Linked DNA regions of Mus musculus: all the other regions are linked to region 2. Evidence: chromatin contacts called from public HiCAR-type and promoter capture Hi-C data. All regions are on one chromosome and are shown on one strand. The core of a region is the stretch at or near the end of the contact, and the rest is flanking DNA. Distances in the headings are between cores, read along the strand shown. Region 1 holds the start of Abraxas1 (BRCA1 A complex subunit). Region 2 holds the start of Wdfy3 (WD repeat and FYVE domain containing 3). Region 3 holds the start of Helq (helicase, POLQ-like). Region 4 holds the start of 5430416N02Rik (RIKEN cDNA 5430416N02 gene).

Region 1 (5,372 bases), core at 2,670-5,169, 1.2 Mb after region 2:
AGTCCCTCCAAAGCAGCTTGTTAAAGGTAGCAAGAGATGCTGGAGGACTGGGCACAGAAATCAGAAAGAAACATGCCAATGTATGCTCAATGGTACCAAGTGTCTGGAGGGGAAACCATGTGTCATAGAGACCCCTCTCGCAACCACGGTGGCCTGTGTGAATGATGAACACACAAGGTTGCTACTGGTGGAAAGTTCACCCCTGAAGCTGTGTTAGCTAATAGAAACGCATCCAGCCTTCAAGACAAAGCAGACAGACCCAACGCAAAACCGGAAATGTCAAGCCTTTCGTCCTTGTCTAGTTGCCCTGGAGACGAGTCAACGCTGTTTACCTCTGGCGCTCTTCTTGCTCCAGCTGCAAGCCTACAGGGTGCGTCGGGGAAAGCCTCAGGGACCAAATCCTGGGGATGAGAAAAAAATGCTTCCCCTAATATCTAAAATCAGTGTCCGAGTGCGTTGTTCTAAGTAAGTTGTAAGTAAGCCCCTAGTCAATTATGGCTACAGCCCGGGTGCTTAGACGCCCACTTTGACTGGTCAGGTTTGTCTTGTGTTCTTGCTTAACCAGTGGACTTGCTGATTTTACTTTACTCTAATTCATGCAGAAATTCTTTTCTTTCTTTTTTAAAAAAGATTTGTTTATTTATTTCATGTCTGTGGGTACACTGTCGCTGTCTTCAGACACACCTGAAGAGGGCATCAGATCCCATCACAGATGGTTGTGAGTCACCATGTGGTTGCTGGGAATTGAACTCAGGACCTCTGCAAGAGCAGTCAGCGCTCTTGACCATTGAGCCATCTCTCCAGCCCCAGAAATTCTTTTCTGTCAGACAACAAGGACCTGGGTGAACCAGAAGAGTATCACCCCCAACCCAGGTCAGAGTGTTGAGTAACATTCCTGTTTCCTGTGTCTGAAATGGCCTTGATAATAAATAGTTCAGCAGGTGAAGTTTCGTGGCATCTCCTGATGTAGTCTTCATGAAGCAGATGAACAGACACTCATGAAAAGGCAGGGCCACCTCCGAAGCTTACACACACACACACACACACACACACACACACACACTGAAAACACAGGGAACATCCGCCCCCCAAATCATCCAAAATCTGAAGTCACCATGGTATGAAAGCCCTTCTCAGATCATGTGTGACAGACATGGATGAACCATACAACTGTACAGGTCAGTGGCCCTTCAGAGAGAGGAAATAAATTACCCAGAGTGCTTTGATGGATACAAGTAAAGAATGTGTTCTGCTTAACTCGGTTAACTGCTCCAAGAATTAAAAAAGCGTTGACTCATCTCCAGGGCAACTAGACACAGGATAAAAGCGTGGCATTTCCGGTTTTGCTGTTGGGTCGGCCTGCTTTGTTTTGAAGGTTGGATACCTTTCCATTAGCTAACTCAGCTTTAGAGATGAACTTTCCACCAGTAGTAACCTTGTATATTCATCATTCACACAGGCCACTGTGGTTGCAAGAAGGGTCTTTAAGACACATAGTTTCCCTTCCAGACACTTGATACAATTGAGCTGAAAGAATGTCCTCCTATTTTGTTTCTGCACAGGGGTTAATAATACAGTATTAGATTTCCCTCATCATGCAACCCACAAATTCATACGCATGCCTTTACTTTCAGTTCTGCGAGGGCTAAAGTTATATGTTAAGTTTTAACTACTGTGCTTAAGAGATCTATAAAACAAAAAACGCCTCTAACCTGTAAGCCCCACTTGCCCAAGGGCAGCCAGCTTCCTGGAATGCTGGGGGCTGCGGTTCAAGTAAGATAACAAGCCAGGTGTTTTCACTTCTGTGAAGAAGGTTGGTTGCTCCAGCTGCACAGGAAGTGCTTGGTCACATGCATGATAGAGAGGTATGTAGGCAGGAAGTATGTCCGGATATGATTGCTGTTGATTGGATGAACGTGGGAATACGGAGTCTTGTGGGGTTTACAGCCATTCTCTGGGCATCCAAGGTATGGAACTGGCCGGTGTCCATCATCCTGACCAGTATCTAATAAAGCCTGCTTTACATTTTGCTCAAAAATTGTGGTACTAGTCTTATTTTCACCTGGTAGGATTAACACTTCTTCTTACTGCTTTGTATACCATTGTACGGTCACAACATGGTGATGTAGTTTTCAGACAGCAATAGGGTCTAGTGAGGGTGTTATCCCAGAACACAGCTGTGATGGTCTCAAAGATATGCCCACACAGTCTAGAAATCTGAATAGTTTCTGGTTGGTGGCACCATTTGGATAGGTTCAGGAGGTGTGGTCTTGCTGAAGGAGTCACTGGGGGCAGGCTTTGAGAATTAAAAGACTTGTGCCAATTTTAGTTTGCTCTCTCTGCATCTTTCTCGAGGTTCAGGGTGTCCTCTGCTTGCTGTACCATGCCTGCCTGCTGCTTGCCAGGCTCCCTGCTGTGACGGTGATGGGCTCCTATCCCTCTGGATGTGTAAGCCCAAATAAACCGTCCCTTCCGTAAGGTTCCTTGGTCATGGTGGTTTATCACAGCAACAGAAAAGCAATTAATATTCAGCAGAAATGTCACCACACCCAAGGTCATCTGCTCCATACTTAAAAGCTAATATTCAGAGAATGAGAGTTGGTGGAAGGAAATCGGGTTTATTCAAGACTTTGTATTCTGAGATGTGGGAAACTATTTCTCCCCTCAAACTTGCATATTAGGGAACTCGGGTACATGAGAACTCCTTCACAAGGGGGGGGGAGGTGCCGAGGTCAAAGGGTGGGAAATGTACGTGCTGGGTAGGATCTTTGTCATCTAGGACTGTTGTCTTTATTCTCCTGTCACAACCAGCCTTGAACTCTGGTGGCTAGCTCATGTAATGAAAACTAAATACCATGGGCCTTTACATGTATTATGTATAATTATATATGTGATACATATGATAGTACCACGGAATATATATTAATACATACACATTCTATAATACATATGTATTATACATATGTTTTTCTTTTTTTTCTTTTTTTTTTTTTTTTTTTTGGTTTTTTGAGACAGGGTTTCTCTGTGTAGCCCTGGCTGTCCTGGAACTCACTGTAGACCAGGCTGGCCTTGAACTCAGAAATCCGCCTGCCTCTGCCTCCCGAGTGCTGGGATTAAAGGCGTGGGCCACCACCGCCCGGCACTATACATATGTATTCTATAAATTCTCCTTTCCTAGGGGGAGGAGAACTCCACAAGCTATTAGTGACCACAGAGTGGAGCTGTGACTTCTTCCATGTTGCCACTGACAAGCTAATCCTGGCTATTGCACAACAAAACTGAGACATGCAATACTAATGCAATTCAGGAGCATGCCACTTTGCCAAGTTTCAATTATTTAAAAACCATCGGCTTTTTAAATTGTGTATGACACGTGTGAAATACATGTCAATCCCTCACCTTCTCACTTACTTTAGTCATATCAAATGATCCAACACAATATGTTCGTGCTTATCATTGAACTTTCACAATGTTATAAACATACATAGTCTTTAAACTAGACTCAGTTCATAACTTTATAATTGCAAGCAAACAAACCAAAGAATCAAATACACACAGACAGAATAACGCAACACAGCGGGAATACTCTAGAGAAGATAATTCCCACCCACCACTGGTTATTGATCTTCCATAAGTTCCAATAGATGAAGGGCAGTGGAAACCCCAAAAAGACATATCCGTGGTATTAAAATATTGCTAAGCGATTCTTATTTTTACAACCATTAGTAGCCTTAAACTATGCATAAACAGTGTTTTCCATGCATGCTGCAGGTGTCTCAGCCAAGCTGATGAAAGAAGCACCCTACCCGGCTAGAGGACACCGCGCTCCCTACAACCCGCGTCTCCCGGTGCGCAGGCTCAAGCCCCGCCCCTACGCTCCAGCCTCCCGTCATGCTCCGCGATAGTGGCTGTGGCGGCAGCGACCGAGGCGGCAGTATGGAGGGCGAGAGCACGTTGGGGGTGCTGTCTGGCTTCGTGCTCGGCGCGCTCACTTTCCATCATCTCAACACAGACTCAGACACGGTGAGCCGGGCGCGGCTGCCGACCCCGCCCGCAGTCCCCGCTCGCTCCGTGGGTTCGCGGAGCAGGGCGCCCTCCCGGGCTCTCATCCGGGCCCTTTTTCTCTGCTCGCCCTTGGGCTTGGAGGAAAGTTCCCCGGGGCCTCCGGCTCGGCGACGAAAGTCGGGCAGCTTACCTGCCTCGCTACCCTGCTGTGCGAAGGATCCCGGCGCCGGGTCCTACTCGCAGCGCGTGAGCGTCGCGAGGCTCGGGAGGACGAGCAGGGGCGAGCCAGACCCCGCACCCAGCCGCAAGGGGCTGGCTAGTTGTAGGGCTACCCTGGCATGAGGCTGTAAGATCCGGCTATTTCTGTGCTACTTTCCGTTACAAACGCACCTTGTCCAGGATCAGATGTGTAAATGCATTTTTAAGCCTTTGCCTCCTTTCGAAGCCCGTGAGTGACATTGAAAACAAATTTTAAGGCTTTTTTTTTTTTTTTTGGTAGATTAAAAACTTACCGTAAAACTTTGAGGTCTGGCAGTAGCATCTTGTATTAAGTTCTTAGTAACATAAAGAAAGAAACTAGAAACATCTAAAATGAGTTTGGGGTCTGCACGAATACAGTGCAGAGAGCACCATACTGAACAGTGTGGAGTAAGGTATTTGAACTGTTGAGTCCTTCGCTTTAAGTGTCAGATCTGCGTTGCCTAAATTGCTTCTCAGCACAGTCCCAGTGATAGGAGTGTACAATGATTTTGATGTGCAGTACATCAAAATACCAGGGGGAAACAAATGACATCTTTGAATGCGCGAGGTACTCACCGGGCAGCACATAATGGGATGATACATTAGCATGGCTCTACGGGAGGATGATACACAAACTTCATACTAAACACAAACACGTGTGTGTGTGTATCTGTGGGACTTATTTTAGAAGATGTTTAGCGTGAACATAAGTAAACTGCCCTAAGTCTGTAGTTTATAGGATTAGCCCTTGTACACTACATCTTGGTGTTTGACCCTAGTTTCTCAGATATTTTAACTTTTGTTTGTTTGTTTGAAGAGTCATTTACTGAGCATCTGTGGATCACACATGGGCAGTGCCCAAGTAGACCAGAAGAGGGCATAACATCCCCTGGAACTTAATGGGAGATAAAGATGTGGGCGCTGAGAACTAAATCCTGTTCTTTTGCAAGAGCAGCCACTGCTCTTAATGACTGAATCGTCCCTCCAGCTCAACTAAAGTTTTTAGAGTTGGTTTCTGAATAATTGTACTTAGAATTGACTGGTACTTTTCCTAGTTTTTAACATTGGGAGTATCAAAATCAAGAACATTTGCAATTGCAGATTTTTACCCACTTGATTCTGTTAAA
Region 2 (5,440 bases), core at 910-3,409:
TTTGTTTTGTTTTGTTTTGTTTTGTTTTGAATACCTAAACTCAAGATGACAGAAACTACATTTGGCCGGCAACAAAGACCCAGGAAGGTAAGAGCTGTGGCGGTGACAGATCTGAGGCAGAGCTGAGAGAGAGCAACTGGGAAGGGTCTTTTCCAGACCATCCTTATAATCCTTATATTTGTATAGCTTCAGCAAAACAAGGGAAGGCAGCTGGGTGTATATGTGTGCACTAGGAGAAAACCTTTGTGAAATATTCTCTATAAGACACCAGCAGGAAAATTGCCACATTTGCATACTGATATACCCTTGAACTTTATTGCAATGGTTTTTTTTCCAACAGAAAGACATTTATAATCAATGTGCTGATGACATACATTTCATAAATTTTCTTCTCCCAATTATAATTACAAAAAAAATTCGAAACCTCATTCATATTTAGTTGAAGATCTTCCTTCTGAAAGGCACCCTGGTCTTAGTGTTGACTCAACTGATTTTCTTACCCTAATGTAGCCATGCATCCAGTAGCTCTTCTTCCTGCCACACTCCCAGGCTGAAGAGAATTTTGTGGTACATTTGTGTAAGGGCAGATTGGAGGAACGGTACCTAAAGAATACACATCAAAGGGCCAAGGAGGAAGGAGCAGTAAGAAGGAAAAGGAAGCAGGCACACCCCTCCCCCACCCAGCGACCTGGCAGTAATGATTTATTTAAAACTGTATTATAGAGCGCTATAGCACAGCCTATTTGGCTTTAAAGGAATTCTATAGATGGCACAGACTGAGTTAAAACAGTTGAATGGCCAGTATCTTTACAGGTTACTTTGTGAGCCTTAGAGGCAAAGCATCGGATTTCTGTTCCCCCTTAGATGATCTGGTTATAAAAGTAGGTTTTTTTAAAAGGGGTTGTTCTGACCTACTCTTTCAGAATTGAGTAACATTTACATTTTTATTCTGTAGCCTGCCCCTGGTCTCTTCCCTTCCCTGACTGTCTCCCTGGCCTCCAACTCTGGACAATTCTTCTATCCTCCTGAGGGACCCCCCAACCTCATCCAACAGCAGCCCCACCCAGCACAGGCCTTACAGGCATGGCTCTCCACACCTGGGGAAAGGTGCTTTGTCCTGCCAGCGGGTGCCTGGGAACAGCAGGAACAGGGGCCCCCACACGGAACAGCTGCTGAATCTTGTAGCAAACAGTGGAGTAAATCGGTACAACTGGATCCAATTCCAAACACAAACTGGCTTAAAAAAAGGAAACAGCAAGTCCAAATTACTTCGGCTTTTTTTTTTTTTTTTTCTTTTTTAGAGGAAATCCTAAAACTGCTGTAGATTGCAGTGTTGGGAAAACAAGCTCGTGTTTCCAGTTTCTGTACCACTACTTCCCCACTCTGAGCTGTTCAACTCAAGGAGTTCAAGCATTCATGCTGACTCAGTTTTGTCCCCACCGTCAGAACAGAAGTATGACCCAAACGGTACGCTGGGCGGACTAGGAACAGAGACAAGCTGATGTCCGCTTGGCTGTTTCAAGTTTACCAATCCATACTCATTTAGTGCAAACATTGTGTTGGTCAGGTCTATGGAGGTACAAAGAATGACCTTTCCAGAAAGGGCAAACCTAAAATCTCAGCAGAAGGTCTCAAGGTCACTGACCCAGGACAACCCTGGAGACTGGAAACTCCTGGGTCCTGATCCGCACCGGAGGAGGTGGGGGTTCGAGGCCGCGTAGTGAAAGAGCTAGCGTGGGCAGTTCTTTTGTACTCCAGCTGGAGTAAAATGAACGCAGGCTCGCGTGTTTTCATCGCTGGTGACAGCATCCAGCAATGGGAGTAGGGCTCAGGGGCGCGCAGCGGTGCTTTCTCAGCAGGGTCCCCCGAGAAGCCGGAGGAGGGGGTGAGCGCTGCGCCAGAGGACCCGGGAGCCCGGAGGCGAGGGCAGGGGGCGCGGGGCGCGGGGCGCGGACTGGGCTGCGCGCCTGTCCAGGGTGCCGGCAAGCAGGAGCCGCGGCGAGGGAAGGAAGTAGGAAAGAGGAAGGAAAGGCGGGAGGGGCCGGCCGCGCGGCTGCAGTTTCTGCGGCCGGCCTGGTAGGAGGAGCGGGAGGAGCGGGAGGAGGATCCCGAGCCGTCCGTCAGCGGGCGCGGGAGGTGGGGAGAGCGGGAGGAGGAGGAGGATTAAAGATGGCCACCAGCAGCTGCGGGAGACGGCCACCAGCCCTCACTTTCCGGGATGTTCCCCGCGGCCCGGCCCGGCCTTGATGGAGAGGAGCAGCCCGTGCAGTGCCGAGGCTGAGGCGGCGGCGGGGACCCGGCGAGGGAGAAGACGCGGCGGAGCAGGGACCCAGGCGGGAGAAGGGAGCGGCGGCGGCGTCGCTGCCCTGGCTGCCTAGCACGGCTGCCGCCCCGGCCCCGCAGCTCGCGGACTGCAGCGGGCGCTCGGCCCCGGCCCGGCCTGGGGGGACTCCCGGGCCCCACGCCTGGGCCCGCGCGTCCGCGGTGAGTGCTGCCTGCCCGCTCGCCGGCTCGCCCGCGGCGCGCTTTGTTCCTGCGGGGCGGAGGCGCTGTCCGCGCGGGGACAGGCCGCGGCCCAGCCGCTCCCCCACCCGCGTCCTCCTCCGGGCCTGGAGAGGGCGCCGTCGGCGGCTGGTCCCAGGCGGCCGGCGGAGGGGCGTGCGGGGGCCTCGGGGATGGGGAGGCGGGGGCAAGGCGACCGCAGGTCCGGGAGGGCGGGGGCGTAACCCGGCGGCGCCCGGGGTAGGTGGGGGTCATGCCGGTCCCCTCGGGAGGACCCTCCCGGTGCCCATTCCCGGACCCCCCAGCCCCCACCCGCGCGCGCCCGGGCGCAGCGGAGCGCGGCCTCCATCCCTCGGGCGCCGTCTCCAGGGCCGCGGGCCTCTCCTGGCTCATCCCTCTACGCTCTGAGCTGCAAACCCTTCCCTGTGGAAGGGACCTGGGATGCTTCTGTCCTGCATCGGGGATGTGGTGGCATCACCGACATTCGCGGTTATGGCGGGGTTGAAAAGGCAGCGGTGACCTTTCCGACCAGAGCCCTCTGGACCATGGTCGCATCGGAGGTGCTGCGTTCCATTGATTTTTTGACTCTTGAATCGGAGAGACAGATGATGAGTTCTTCCTTTGTAGAAATAATAGGATAGAATCAGATCAAGCAGATGTTTACCGAATGCATGGATTTTCAGTACCTCACCAATGGCTAAGTGTTTTTTCTGTGGGAAAAATGGTGCTTATGCATACGAAAAACTATTTTTGTTCACTAATAGCTATGGGTTGGTCAGTACCAAGTGGTTATTATGGTGTCTGAAAACCCAACAAAAAAAGAAAAACAAAACCCTTGCGTCGAGACAGCAGATTCCAGGCTGGCCTCTATCAAGCAGGTTTAGATCAGTTTTCACTGTCAGGATGTAAAGCAAGTAAAAATAACAAAACAATGAAAAATGTACTTATTTACAGGAAAATGGGATGTGGTATTAGTGTAGAGTCTAGGAGAAAGACTATAGTCTGTTAGTGTATAGATCTAGTCAAAGTAAATCCCTCTTTAAATAAAACTGTCATCATGGGACCCTGCTGTGTAAGAATTAGCTTGATATGCATTTAATGTTTAAAAAAAATCTGTATTTCATTAGGTTTGAGAACTAAAACTTTGAGCAGTTCTGCCTCAAGCAACTAGAAATACAGGTTTTTAAATAGTTTCTCTTTTCCTTAGTTGAAATCTATTCATGTAAAAATATGCTTCTCACAAAAATTTCTCTACAAATGTGCTATGAGTTAAGGAACATGAGGCTTTGAAGTAACTTGGAAAGACATGAAAGAAAGTTAAACCGTAGTGTAATATTCCAGGATCAGATTCTGTACTCTGAGGATGCTGAACTCCACAAGTCTTCACTGTTTACCTCTGGTGTCCTAAATATCACCAAGGTGCTGCATTCAGTGGGGTCTTAGAATTTCTAGAAATTATCCTCAGAATGTAGCCTACATCGGGGCTCCCCCACCCCCATTTGATCTGGAACCACAAAAGATGGTAAACAACTGGGTATCGTAGTTTAAAAAGAGTAAATATCCTACCTGGGTATGGTGACTCATACCTGTTGGCCAGGTACTGGGAGGCTGAGAAGAGCGTGAACGTCTAAGTCTTGTAGATGCAGGCAAGTCTGAGGAAAAAAAATTAGTTTGTGTACTTTCCACCTGTCTCTGTCTAATGCTTGTGATGGAGAGTGTATCAGAGTACCACGGAAAGATGGAGAGGATCCCAGGATAGCATGCATGTAAAGTATTCATCCGTGTATTCTCATTCAGACACGGGGAAGATGCTGATCCCATTGTACAGATGGGGAATTAGGCAACTTTAGGGAAAGTCTAGGACCCAGATTGCCTAAGTTTAGAGCCAGTGATGATCAATGTTTTAGGATACCAATTAGATGTGAAGACCGGAATGGCATGGCATTTTGGAGTCATGGGCTTTCAGTGCAGAGGGCTCAGTGACGGGCTTGCTGGGGTGACCCAGGTATGCACACAGCTCTGCAGCCACACCCCAAAGCTCTTCTCGCTGCATCCCCCTCCCCAACCACCCACCCTCTAGTGTTATTGTTTTCTGTGATTCCAATGGCACAGACCCTTGCGTTTCCATCATGACTGTTGTGTAGAATCTGCTTGTCTGGCGTCTGCTCTGAGTCCCAGCCCCTTCTGCACAGCGGATACTTTTCTCGCCCACAGCACCATTCACAAATTAATGGCCGATTTGGTTTTTTTCAGGTTGGGTTTACTCAGGAATCATCTCCATGTAGTGACGCTTTATCTGAATGTGCAGTTGGGTGGTCTGTCTTACAGACAAGCAGAGGCCATTCATACTTCCCTAGGAAGGCCCTTCATGGCCCTTTGCTTAGTCCTCAGATCCTTGGCAACCATTAATGTCCTCTGTGGAACACCGTCCAGATGCCTCGTGGTGCAGAATGTTGCCTTTTGTGCCTTCGTGCGTTTAGTGTAATGCCTGTGCCATAGAGCAGTGGTATAGCCACGGGCTGGTAAATGGTAACAACTGTGGCAGTTGTTCTAGGGTAACAGTCACCATGGCCTATATTAAGCTTCATTAAACAACATGAGAAAGTTCTGAGAACTCACCCAAGGGCTCTGTATAGCTGGTACCAACCAGCTCCAGCAAGCACTGAGTTTCCTTTTACCGCTATAGCACTAGGACTCTTTAGCATGGTCCTACTTTTTGTCTATTCATGATTGATACAGATTTTGGTTAGTTATGAGTATTATGAGCTATTTTAACCTTCAGCATACAGGTCTGGTTTTCTTGACTCAATATGCAGAGGTGGGACTTTAAGGTCCTATCATGAGCATCAGTGTGCTTTTATCCACCAGACCACTTAGCACGCTTGCCAGCAATGCCGCCGTTCCTGTGTCAGCACCTGTTCTTGTTGGCTAATACTTT
Region 3 (5,024 bases), core at 1,709-4,208, 1.3 Mb after region 2:
CATGTGCTAAGTCATTTATCCATACACAAATTTTCTGCCAGGTGTTTTTCACCATTTCACTTTATAAATAGACAATGTTTCATGGTTTAGTGCAATAAAAAAGGTTTGTTACCATCACCTTCTAGGGTGTTATGAGAGTCTGTGTGGGCCCTTGTGCATTTTCTCACCTTACTGTTCCTGACACAGTGCCTCCCTCTAACTATGAGAACAGTAGTCACCAATATAGTGACATTTAAAGTTTTGGTGAGCATACGAACAGGATTGTGTGAGATTATGTGTATGTGTACATATGTGTGTATGTGCACGTGTGCGCCTCTGTGTGTGTGTGTGTAATTATGCTTTGTTCTTATTTAGTCTCTACTGCTCTCAACCACCCTGCCTTTCTCTCTCTCTCTCTCTCTTGCTGGTTTCCTTCTTCATTCCCAATAATACCCCTTTCTGCTCTTGAACTAACTCAACATATATATTCCATTAACCTCTTTTGTCCCCCTGCCCTTTCCATCTCTTTTCTCACCACAATCCCTTTTTTTTTTTTAAAGATTTATTTATTTATTATATGTAAGTACACTGTAGCTGTCTTCAGACACTCCAGAAGAGGGCGTCAGATCTCGTTACGAATGGTTGTGAGCCACCATGTGGTTGCTGGGATTTGAACTCCGGACCTTTGGAAGAGCAGTCGGGTACGCTTACCCACTGAGCCATCTCACCAGCCCCACAATCCCTTTTCTATGTCCCTGTTTTCTGTTTTTTTGAATGAGTATGTGTGTGTTTCTTTCTTGTGTTTCTTGAAATAGGGTCTCACTATGTAGCTCCGCTGTCCTACAACTCTCCATGTAGCACATGGTGATCTCAAACTCCCCATCCTTCTACGCCGGCCTCCCAAATGCTTTAATTACATGTTGTACCAACGCATTCTGGCACAGGGTCTTAATTTAGAAATGGCTTTGATATCTATAGTTTTCCTTAATTGTGATAAAGGAGTATGACTGGGTGACCGAATTTTTCTGTGGGAAAGAAACAGAATTTTCATTAGTCACATGACCTAAAAAAGGAAATGTAAATTTCCTTTATTTTAAAGTATGATGCATGAATTAGATGACTAAGGTGGAGTCGCATGTGTTTAGACAACTGCTTTGGTATCTAACATAATCTTTTAAGATTTTGGGTTTTTACACTTGATTTTAGCCAAAAGACACAACAGTGATTGGTTTTGTTGTAGTCCAGGATGTATCCAACTCACAAGCTCCTCTTGCCTCAGAGCTTCCTAAGTGCTGTCACAGTACGTGTATACCACCATATCTAGCTTGCCTTGAATATAAGCTGTATTCCTTCTCAGCTCCAGCTAAATTCTCGTGTGCTGTGATTAGGCTCCCACATCCCTGTTCACACTTGAAACCCATAAAAATACACCTATAGTTAAGAAGCAACTAGTTGAATGTCTTACTGTAAAACTTGAATTTGGATCTTTTATCAAGGTAGCCTGTCAGGTTTCTATTACCTACAATTATCCTACCCACCGAAGCTATATTTAGATATTCTCAAATCATGTATCCTTATATTTAATATCTATGAAGAAGAATACATTACAGACTGAATCTAGGAATTCTCTACAAAACACAAGTGACTATAGTCAATAAAAGATAACCATTATTTTGTCCTATAATTGAATTCCAAATATTAAAAATTAGGCTGAATTTGGAAATGAATTAGTAATATGGGGGGAGGGGGACCTGGGGCTGGATAGGTGTCAGTGGTTAAAAGTACTCCCTAATGTTACTAAGTACAGGGTTTGAATCCCAGCACCCACACCCAGTGGCTCACGACCACCTCGTTCCAGCTCCAGGAGAATCCAATGCCCTCTTCTGGCTTCCACAACTCCCCTCCCCCACATACATACAAATAATAAAATAATGTCTTCTTTAAAAAAAGAAAACGAAATCTTACCAGGTCCTCATTGCTGGTTACCTGTTCAAACTGTGAAAAACATCGTCTCCAAATCACAGAAACTAAAGAGAAAATGGCGACAACACAATTGTTTTCATTCGCTGCATATCTAACCAAGATTTACGTTTTTAAAGATGCTAGATAATCAAAGGGCACAATATCAAACATTCTTTTCAATGATTAGTTAGCAACCTGTTAGATTTGGGACATAATAGGACTCAAAATGAGCGGTTCCAAAGGCTTTGGATAAAGGACATATATACTTCCTCTCCTATAAATTCTTTCTCATTTCTACAGTTACGGATTGAAATTCAAATATGTACAGAAACAACAGAATGGTACTGTCATTCCAAAGGAGAAATAAAAAGATTCAAGACATTGACAAAGAAGCATAAAACAAACAAACAAAAAAAGAGTTGACTACACCTTGGAGACAGGAGCCTAGATAGCATAACTGTTTCCTGAGAGGCTTCGTCCAAGCAGCGGATGGAAACAGATGCAAGAGAACCACAGCCAACAAGTGTCCAGAAAGTCTTATTGAGGAGTCGGGGCGATAGGTTTTTGTAAAGTGAATAAGTAACGGGGTAAAGTGGTTGACTACACCTCAAAGTCCTCTTCAGCTCTAGGAAACTAGTCTACGATGACTCGAGCCTCCCACTTATCTCAAACCTAGTTCTATTGAAATAGTCATTTTGCTAACGGCGAGGACCCCACCGACAATCAGCGGCTATAATGCTATGCCGGACGTTTTACCTGCTTGAGTTCCGCGATCCGTGAAGCAGCCAGCCGCGGTTGTCAAATTCTTCCTCCCTATACCACTGCACAGAGCAACCAGAGCGGCCATGGTTCTCCGCCCTTCCTCTTCCTTTCTATTTCCCTAAGCGCCCCGACAGGTCCTTTCTGGTGCTCTTCCCCTGTCTGCCCGGGATTCGACGCAAAGGTTCCGGCGCGAACGCGGCCCGGGTTTCAATGCACTGCACCTTTATCTTCCCGCGCTTCCCGGGCCGGAAGTCACGTGACCCGGGGCTGCGCTGCTGAGGGATGGAAAGCTGATGCTGGGTCACCTGCTGTCTCCAGAACGGCGCCACCGGCTCCGGGCTGCACCCAGGGCGGCTGTCGCAGGGACTCTGGGCCGTTGTCATGGAGGACGGCTGTCCCCGCATCCGCCGGCGGGTGTCTGTCCGCAAAAGGAACCGCGGCAACCTGGAGAACCTCCGTGCCTCCCCGACCCCGGCCGAGCTCCAGCCTGCCGAGGACACGGAGGACGAAGCTGCAGCCGGGAGCCGCCGCCGGAAAACCGGGAGCCCGGAGCACGCCCAGGTACAGCCCTGCTGAGTCCCCGCATCCCCGTTGACTCGCCCGGTCCTGTCATCCCAGGGGCTGCGGTGGCAACCGCGTGTCCCGCCCCGGGCACGGCTGCGCGGGAGGTGAAACCGCCTTCTTCCCAGGTGCACATCATGAGTAGCCTTAGCTCGCTCTCTCACCTTTGTTATCCTTTTATCTCCATCACTTGGGAGACACTGCTTAAACCCCCGACTTCTAGGTAGATGTCAAACCTACATGCTCCTTCCATCCCCTGTCATAAAAAGTATTCACGGGGCAATTAACTGGCTTGACAGAGAGAAAGCTAGCCTTCCAAATGGCTCGGCTCTACTTTACTGATAAAACATTTTTATTGATGACCCATTAATTGCTAGTTACGTTATTAAACTAGCCATATTATGTAGACTTTTACAACGGTAAGTGAGTCCAGGGAAGTTGAGAGACTAAAGTTGTGACTCAATAAATAATTATCACCTCCCAGTTTACATCTCTGTTCTGTAAGCCACCATACATGAGTGTGCACATGACTGTCTCAATTCCAAGTTCAGAACAGAATTTCATTGTAGTGTCTAGTGGAACATTGTAGTGTCTAATGGCACAATCATGATTTTGTAGCAGACCAGCTTCTACGTTAGTGCCTGGGCCGGAATTACCACAGTTATCAGAAGCATCTATTGAATCTTGGAGAGAGTTACTGTTCTTTCATTCTTAAGTGCTTTAGCATAGGTTTAAGAATTAAAATGCCAAAGACTGGGCGGTTAGGTTCAGCAGCGGAGCCTGGGGCAGGCCCTGGGCTCACATGGCAGCACCAGAATAAATAATTTAGAATTCCAGTATCACCCCTTGGGGGATGTATCTGAGTTGACAGAATGTTTGCTTAGAATGCCCAACACCCTGGGTTTGATCCCAACACCTCCTAAAACCAGGCATGGTGAGGCATTCAGGAAACAGGCAGGAGGATCAGGAGTGTGTAGCCTCAGTAAGGTGAGATCCTGTTCTGACTTTTAAAAAAATGTTTCTTAGCATCCTGATATCCCATAATAAGCCAGCAGTACTGTTTAGGCAAGTCAGAGCAACTCTCTGGACTTGTTTCTTTTGTTTGGTGATGATAATATGTATTCAGAGGATAATTTGCATATAGTGATATCATTGGGATAGTCCTTTGCTGGGACATTTGTTTTTTTAAAATGAGGATGGAATTCATGTATGTATCTTTGTTTCCTTACAGGAAAATGACAGCGAAGAGGACATGTTTGGTGACTATGACAGCTTTACAGAAAGTTCCTTCTTAGCTCACGTTGATGACCTGGAACAGAGATATATGCAACTGCCTGAATGTGGGGACCGTGATGCAGACTCTGGCACCAAAGACCTTTGTTCAGCAGGCCTCAAAAACAACCTCAGAGTTACTACTGTAATCAACCTCACTGACCCGGAAACTAGTGAGCACGGCCAGAAGCAGAGTCACCTAGATGTCCCTGCTGAACCAGAACCTGGAAGCGATCTTTCGTTTGATGTGCCTTCTTCTCAAATTTTATACTTTGAAAATCCGCAGAACTCACCAGAAGCTTTGGGCGATCCGTGCACTAAGAAGACAAATGGGGACCCACAGAAGTCATCACATGAAGAGTTGGTCTCCAGCCACACAGAGCAACCCGAGCCAAATAATGACTTCTCTAACGTCAGAGCTGCTTCAGAGTCAAGCAGGAGAAAAAGTCTGAAAGACCATCTGAAAAGTACCATGGCTGGGAATGCCA
Region 4 (5,233 bases), core at 679-3,178, 1.6 Mb after region 2:
TGGAAGGGTGCTGCTTACGGGCTTGCTTTCCATGGCTTGTTCAGTCTGTTTTGTTTTTTATAGAACCCAGCATCACCAGCCCAGAGAGATCCCCACCCACAATAGACTGGGCCCTCTCCAGTCAGTCACTAATTAAGAAAACGCCTTACATGCCCCCCCCCCCCCAGCCAGATCTTCTGCAGGCATTTTCTGAGTTGCATCATCCCTTCTTCTGATGGCTATCTCGTGTCAAGGTGCCATAAAACAAGCCAGCACACAGGATCCTGGAAGTGTGTAGATCAGGCTGGCTTTGAACACAACAGAGGCCCCCCTGCCTTTTTCTCCTGAGTGCTGGGATTAAAGGTGTGCACAACTATGCCTGGTGTCAACACAATGCACCTCCCCCTTCCCAAAGCTACTCCAAGTGGGCCTGTCAGTCACCTGAGGAGAAACAAAAAACCCACAAAACACACACACACACACAACAACCCATCAAAACCAAACCAACTGTTTGTTCTAGAGACATTTGAGTTTTAAACCCTTTCTAAGGATATAGGCTGGCACCATGAATCTCCTTGGCCTGTGTCTATTTTTGCCCCTTGTTTTTAATTTATGTGTATGAGTACACCACTGCTCTCTTCATACACACAAGAGGACATCAGATCCCATTATAGATGGTTGTGAGCCACCATGTGGTTGCTGGGAATTAAACTCAGGAGCTCTGGAAGAACAGTTGGTGCTCTTAACCGCTGAGCCATCTCTCCAGCCCCATTCTTGCTCCTTGTGAGCAGGCTTTTATGCCAACAGTCTTTTTGGCCATTGTTTCTCTCTCCTTTGGGTTCCTTCACTTTCCAGTACTAAAGCCCATTTATCTTCAACAGTGCTCTCTTGTGTGCCTCATCTGAATTATTTCATTGACAATCACAAGAAATGAAGAGCTCAGGTGAGTTCAGATGGAGAGCCAAACAAAGGTCTAGAAGTTGCAGGTCCAGAGCCAAATTATCTTGTGCTATCTTTAGGAAGAGCCAAGAACGATATTCATCCAAAGCAGCACACAGCTCTGGTCTAACACACATCTCCCGACTAGTACGGAGAAGCTTGGGATTTTCAGGGGGTTGGGGGTGGCGAATGAAAACTGATTCAAGAAGGAAAAGCTAACGTTTGGCACTTAGGATGGTACTCGAATCACGTGTGAATTTATTGTTATTCAACAAACCCTTGACATTGTAAGAAAATGCGACCACGTCTCACGCGTAGTGCAGGGCTGGGTCTGCGAAGGCTGATGCACCAAGATCCCAAGTGTGAGGCCAGCTTGAACTACACGTGTTTTCTCGGGTCAGGCTGATATAAAAGGAAGAGAGCACCCCACAAACCAACCAAAAAGGTTCTCCTTGGGAGCTAGTGTTTAAGTAGGGATTGATTTCGCCTACTTTTCTCCTCAGTATGCCTTCAGCATGGTATGACTGACTCTCACCAACACCTCAGAAAGGCTGAGATGACTGGTGCTCACCAAGTCAGACGCCCAATAAACGGCAAAAAGAAAGCATTCTGAGTAACGTCCCTCAAGCCGGAAGGCAAATGCGGAGCACCAGCCAGGTCCGGTTGCACATGTCTGGCGACGCTAGCCGATGTGCCGCCGCCCCACCTTTGCAGTCCCATAGCAGTGCCTGGGCTCGGCGGCTGCGATCGCCCACACAGCCGGAGGACAGGTCGAGACACTCCACTAGCAGTCCCCAAGGCTGCGGTCCCCTGGACAGCAACTTCCGGCTATCCTACTCTGTCGAAGTCCCTTTTCTGGGCTCCCGCGAGAGCTCGAGTCGCGGTAAACTCTGTTCCGCATGAGGACTGGGCGGCTTGACCGGAAGGGCGGGCTTTGGACATGTAGCCAATCACATACCATGCTATGTCGAAGCAGCCAATCGGAGAGGCCTGGCGCCTTTAAGGGCCTCCGTGGGCACGTTCTCGCTTCCATTCGGTCCTCCTTTTGTTAACGCTCTGGCATCATGTCTACGCCAGCTCCCGCGCAATCCGGCGCCATCGCGCTTTGGGCGAGCATGGCCATGGGGAGTAGAGAGGTGGAAACCGAGCTGACGCCTGCCTGACCCTGGCGATGGTGGCGCGCGCCGGGAAGGACTGATTGGAGAATGGCGCCAAATGGGTAGGAACAGGTCGTGATGTCCGCCGAATGTTGTGTAGCAGGCGGGACAAAAGAGCGATCTCAGGCCTCATCTCGTCTCTTTTGTAGGTCACGGATGGCGAGGGGGCACAGGAGCTCTCGATGTGACCTGGCGCTGTGGATGTGATGCACAGCAGCTTGAGTGGGACTGCTCCGCTGTCCTCATGAGAGAACGCTTTTTCTGAAGATGGGAGGTGGCTAATGAAAGAAGGTGAGGTCTCTCGGGCCCTTGCTGTCTCCAGTGCGATGGGAACTGCACGGGTACGGAAACTTAGGGCCCACAGAACTTTGTTTGAGTTTGGGAATAGGGCATCGAGGGTGGATAGCTTTCAGGACTAGGCGATTTTATTGGAGCCCAGTGATTAAAACCTTTGACTTCTTTGTATCCTTCAAATGATACAAAATTCAATTCCAACAAGTTTTTTTTACCTCCTATTTTACTGAGAATTGAAGTCATCAAGGAATTAATTTATTCATGTTTTTCCATTATATATGCTTTTATCTTATTTGGATGAAATCAACATTTTGCTGGGTTTTTCCTTTTATTTTTATTTTTTTAAATAAAACGCAGCCCATGAACTTCTGGGGAATCGGGTGCTATGGTACAAGTGTTTGCTTGACTGTCAAGAATACAAGGCTGTGTGTTTATCCTTAGGTGAGGTTTTTCACAATTGGCAGTGAGTTAAGTGAAGTTCAGTCTGGTCTCATGTAATCAGCTCTCAGCACATCGGGGTTTTTATCTTGCAGTGCTGGGACTCAAGCCCAGGATTTGTGCATGATTTCAGTCACTGCATCACCAACCTACGCTTGCCTTTAGAACAGATACAATTTTATCTTACTGAGCTGGGCTTGTCTCCTAGAGTCCGTTTTCAACCTGGGGGTGATCTTTCTGAATGGGTCTCCCATGAAGCTGGGAGTAAAGGTTCAGGCCAGTTTTAGAGTAGAGGTCTAACCCCACCCTGTAAAAACATTCATTTTGTTTTTTTAGACAGGTCTCATGTAACCCGGGCTAGATTAGACTTGCTGTGTAGCTTGGCATGACTGTTCTATTGATCATCTTGCCTCCACCTCCCCAGTGGTGTGTGTTCCTGCCAAGCCCAGTTAATGTGCTGAAGGTTGAACCTTAGGGCTCTGGGAACACTAGGCTTTACCAGCTGCACCCTATCTCTTCTCCAAAGAAACTCCATTCACATTAGCTGTCCCTTTGTCCCCCAGTCCCTAGGAGCACCTGTACCTGTAGATTGCCTGTTCTGTATGATTCACATAGATGGGATAATAGACTAGTGCATCGGAGTTTTTTCTTTAGTACATAGGATTTTTGTGGCTGGCTTTTCTCCTACAGAATAATGGTAAGAGGTCATCCTTATTGCCAGCAGCGGTGGCAGTGTGTGCCTTTAATCCCTGCAGAGGCAGCAGATTAAAGGGCAGAGCACTTGCCAGCCTGCTCTACAGAGTGAGTGAGTTCTTGGACAGCCAGTCAGTGCTACACAAAGAAACGCACAGGTAAAACAGCTATGCCGAAAAATAAAAATTTTCAAAAAGTATCAAGGTTATGATTGGAGAAAATTTTGTGAAGTGAATAGTACCCGAAGAATACTTTGGTTTTCCAACATTGTTAACATAGTAAAAGAACATGAGGTACTAAGTGCCACGACACTACCGGAGAAGCAGGAATCCTAGGCTGTGAAGACACAGCATGAGTACAGCAACTCTTACAGGAAGCCATCATGCTGGGGCTGGCTTACAGTTGTAGGGGTTGGTCCGTTGTGCTGGGGCTGGCTTACCGTTGTACGGGTCAGTCCTATATGCTGGGACAGCCAGGCAGGAAGGCATGGTGCTGGCACCGTTGCTTCACATCCTGCTTTGCCAGCAGAGAGCAAGACTCACTGCATGGGCTTTTGGTTTCCAACAAGGCCACACCTCCTAATCCTTCCCGGACAGCTCACCTGGGGACAGATCATGCGAATACATGAGGGGCCATGTCAGACCACCACACGGGCTAAGTGGTTTCAGAAACATAATCTGCTGAGATTCTCACAAAAGGGGGTGCTGCAGCTGAGGAGAAAGCCTGGGAGCATCTCAGTGAGATGCCTGTTTAATTGGGTGCCTGCTGCTGAGGGTCTCCTAGGAGAGATGCAGGGGTCCTGAGAGTCCCTCTGACAAGCCCTGTGGCTATACTGCTCTGAATTCTGGTAATGTGATACATTGTAATACTGACAGATGGGGGACTGCAAAAGGCATTTACTTAAATGTCATAGACCTTTAACTAAAACAGCAACGTTAAGAGACATTAGAGAACTTGGTGGGCATGGAGTGCTCTGAGCTCTTTGCTGTTTCCGCTAGTGGCTGCATATCCGATGATTAAACTCTTCACTGCTGTTCACATACTGAGCCGTTGTGATTATTGAGGAACTAATGAGGATATGCAAGCTTTCCTAAAGGAGATGCGGCAGCCACAGGCCTCAGCCCCTGGCACACGATTTAAAATACAATCTTTTTTCAGGAATTGTGTTCTCGGTGATGCCTGGAAGAGATGCGTGACGTTGGAAGATGATTACGAAATACAGGAAAGGTAGAGTCATTTGTTTTGTATATATTAAATATTCTGAGTGATACAGTCTGGGAAAGATTATGAAGTAAAGACTGGAATCCTAAAGGCTTTGGTGAAATCTTAATTACCTATTTTCGGGGTGGCAGAGAACTTTTATTTAGACAATCATTGTGTCCTTGTTGGTGTGGAGGTCAGAGGACGACTTGGAAGTTTCTCCAACCCAGGCCTCCTGTCTTAACGACAGGCCTTTGTGTGTGTGGGTGTTTTGTCTGCACCGTGTGCATACATGGTGCCTGAGAAGGCTGTAAGGGGGCATCAGATCCCCTGCCACTGCAGTTGGAGAGTGAAGCTGCCATGTGTGTGCTATGAATCGGACCCCAGTCCTCTTAACTCTTAAGCAGTCTGTCTTAGTCAGGGTTTCTATTCCTGGACAAACATCATGACCAAGAAGCAAGTTGGGAAGGAAAGGGTTTATTCGGCTTACACTTTTCCACATTGCTGTTCATCACCAAAGGAAGTCAGGACTG

The links. Promoter capture Hi-C pulls out the DNA fragments that hold promoters and counts their contacts. HiCAR-type assays count read pairs that join an accessible place to other places.
Region 1: a contact with region 2 is called in a HiCAR-type map of astrocytes, with 4 times the contacts expected there. The contact joins the promoter of Abraxas1 here to the promoter of Wdfy3 in region 2. A contact is called at or near these places in 3 of 39 promoter capture datasets (the 3T3-L1 cell line, hippocampal neurons and liver), 2 of 484 Hi-C or Micro-C datasets (the G1E-ER4 cell line and the N1E-115 cell line), 5 of 115 datasets of contacts at active chromatin or transcription factors (astrocytes, embryonic forebrain, embryonic limb bud and 2 more) and 1 of 9 other capture datasets (embryonic stem cells).
Region 3: a contact with region 2 is called in a promoter capture Hi-C map of embryonic stem cells, with 3 times the contacts expected there. The contact joins the promoter of Helq here to the promoter of Wdfy3 in region 2. A contact is called at or near these places in 10 of 39 promoter capture datasets (the 3T3-L1 cell line, the C10 cell line, the SN4741 cell line and 5 more) and 5 of 115 datasets of contacts at active chromatin or transcription factors (astrocytes, embryonic forebrain, extraembryonic endoderm stem cells and 2 more).
Region 4: a contact with region 2 is called in a promoter capture Hi-C map of hippocampal neurons, with 6 times the contacts expected there. The contact joins the promoter of 5430416N02Rik here to the promoter of Wdfy3 in region 2. A contact is called at or near these places in 2 of 39 promoter capture datasets (hippocampal neurons and liver), 1 of 484 Hi-C or Micro-C datasets (liver) and 2 of 115 datasets of contacts at active chromatin or transcription factors (astrocytes and embryonic forebrain).

Annotation. Positions count from the first base shown.
Region 1 is chr5:100,819,482-100,824,853 of GRCm38.p6, reverse strand. It overlaps Abraxas1 (BRCA1 A complex subunit), which reads left to right and starts at 3,919. Exons shown (of 9, transcript NM_172405.3): 1 at 3,919-4,023. The coding sequence starts at 3,937.
Region 2 is chr5:102,066,640-102,072,079 of GRCm38.p6, reverse strand. It overlaps Wdfy3 (WD repeat and FYVE domain containing 3), which reads left to right and starts at 2,159. Exons shown (of 67, transcript NM_172882.3): 1 at 2,159-2,484.
Region 3 is chr5:100,796,534-100,801,557 of GRCm38.p6, reverse strand. Helq (helicase, POLQ-like) reads left to right here and starts at 2,958. Exons shown (of 18, transcript NM_001081107.1): 1 at 2,958-3,264; 2 at 4,496-5,024. The coding sequence starts at 3,085. It overlaps Mrps18c (mitochondrial ribosomal protein S18C), which reads right to left and starts at 2,799. Exons shown (of 6, transcript NM_026826.1): 1 at 2,698-2,799; 2 at 1,945-2,006. The coding sequence starts at 2,788.
Region 4 is chr5:100,426,230-100,431,462 of GRCm38.p6, reverse strand. 5430416N02Rik (RIKEN cDNA 5430416N02 gene) reads left to right here and starts at 1,928. Exons shown (of 5, transcript NR_034038.1): 1 at 1,928-2,137; 2 at 2,225-2,366; 3 at 4,659-4,727.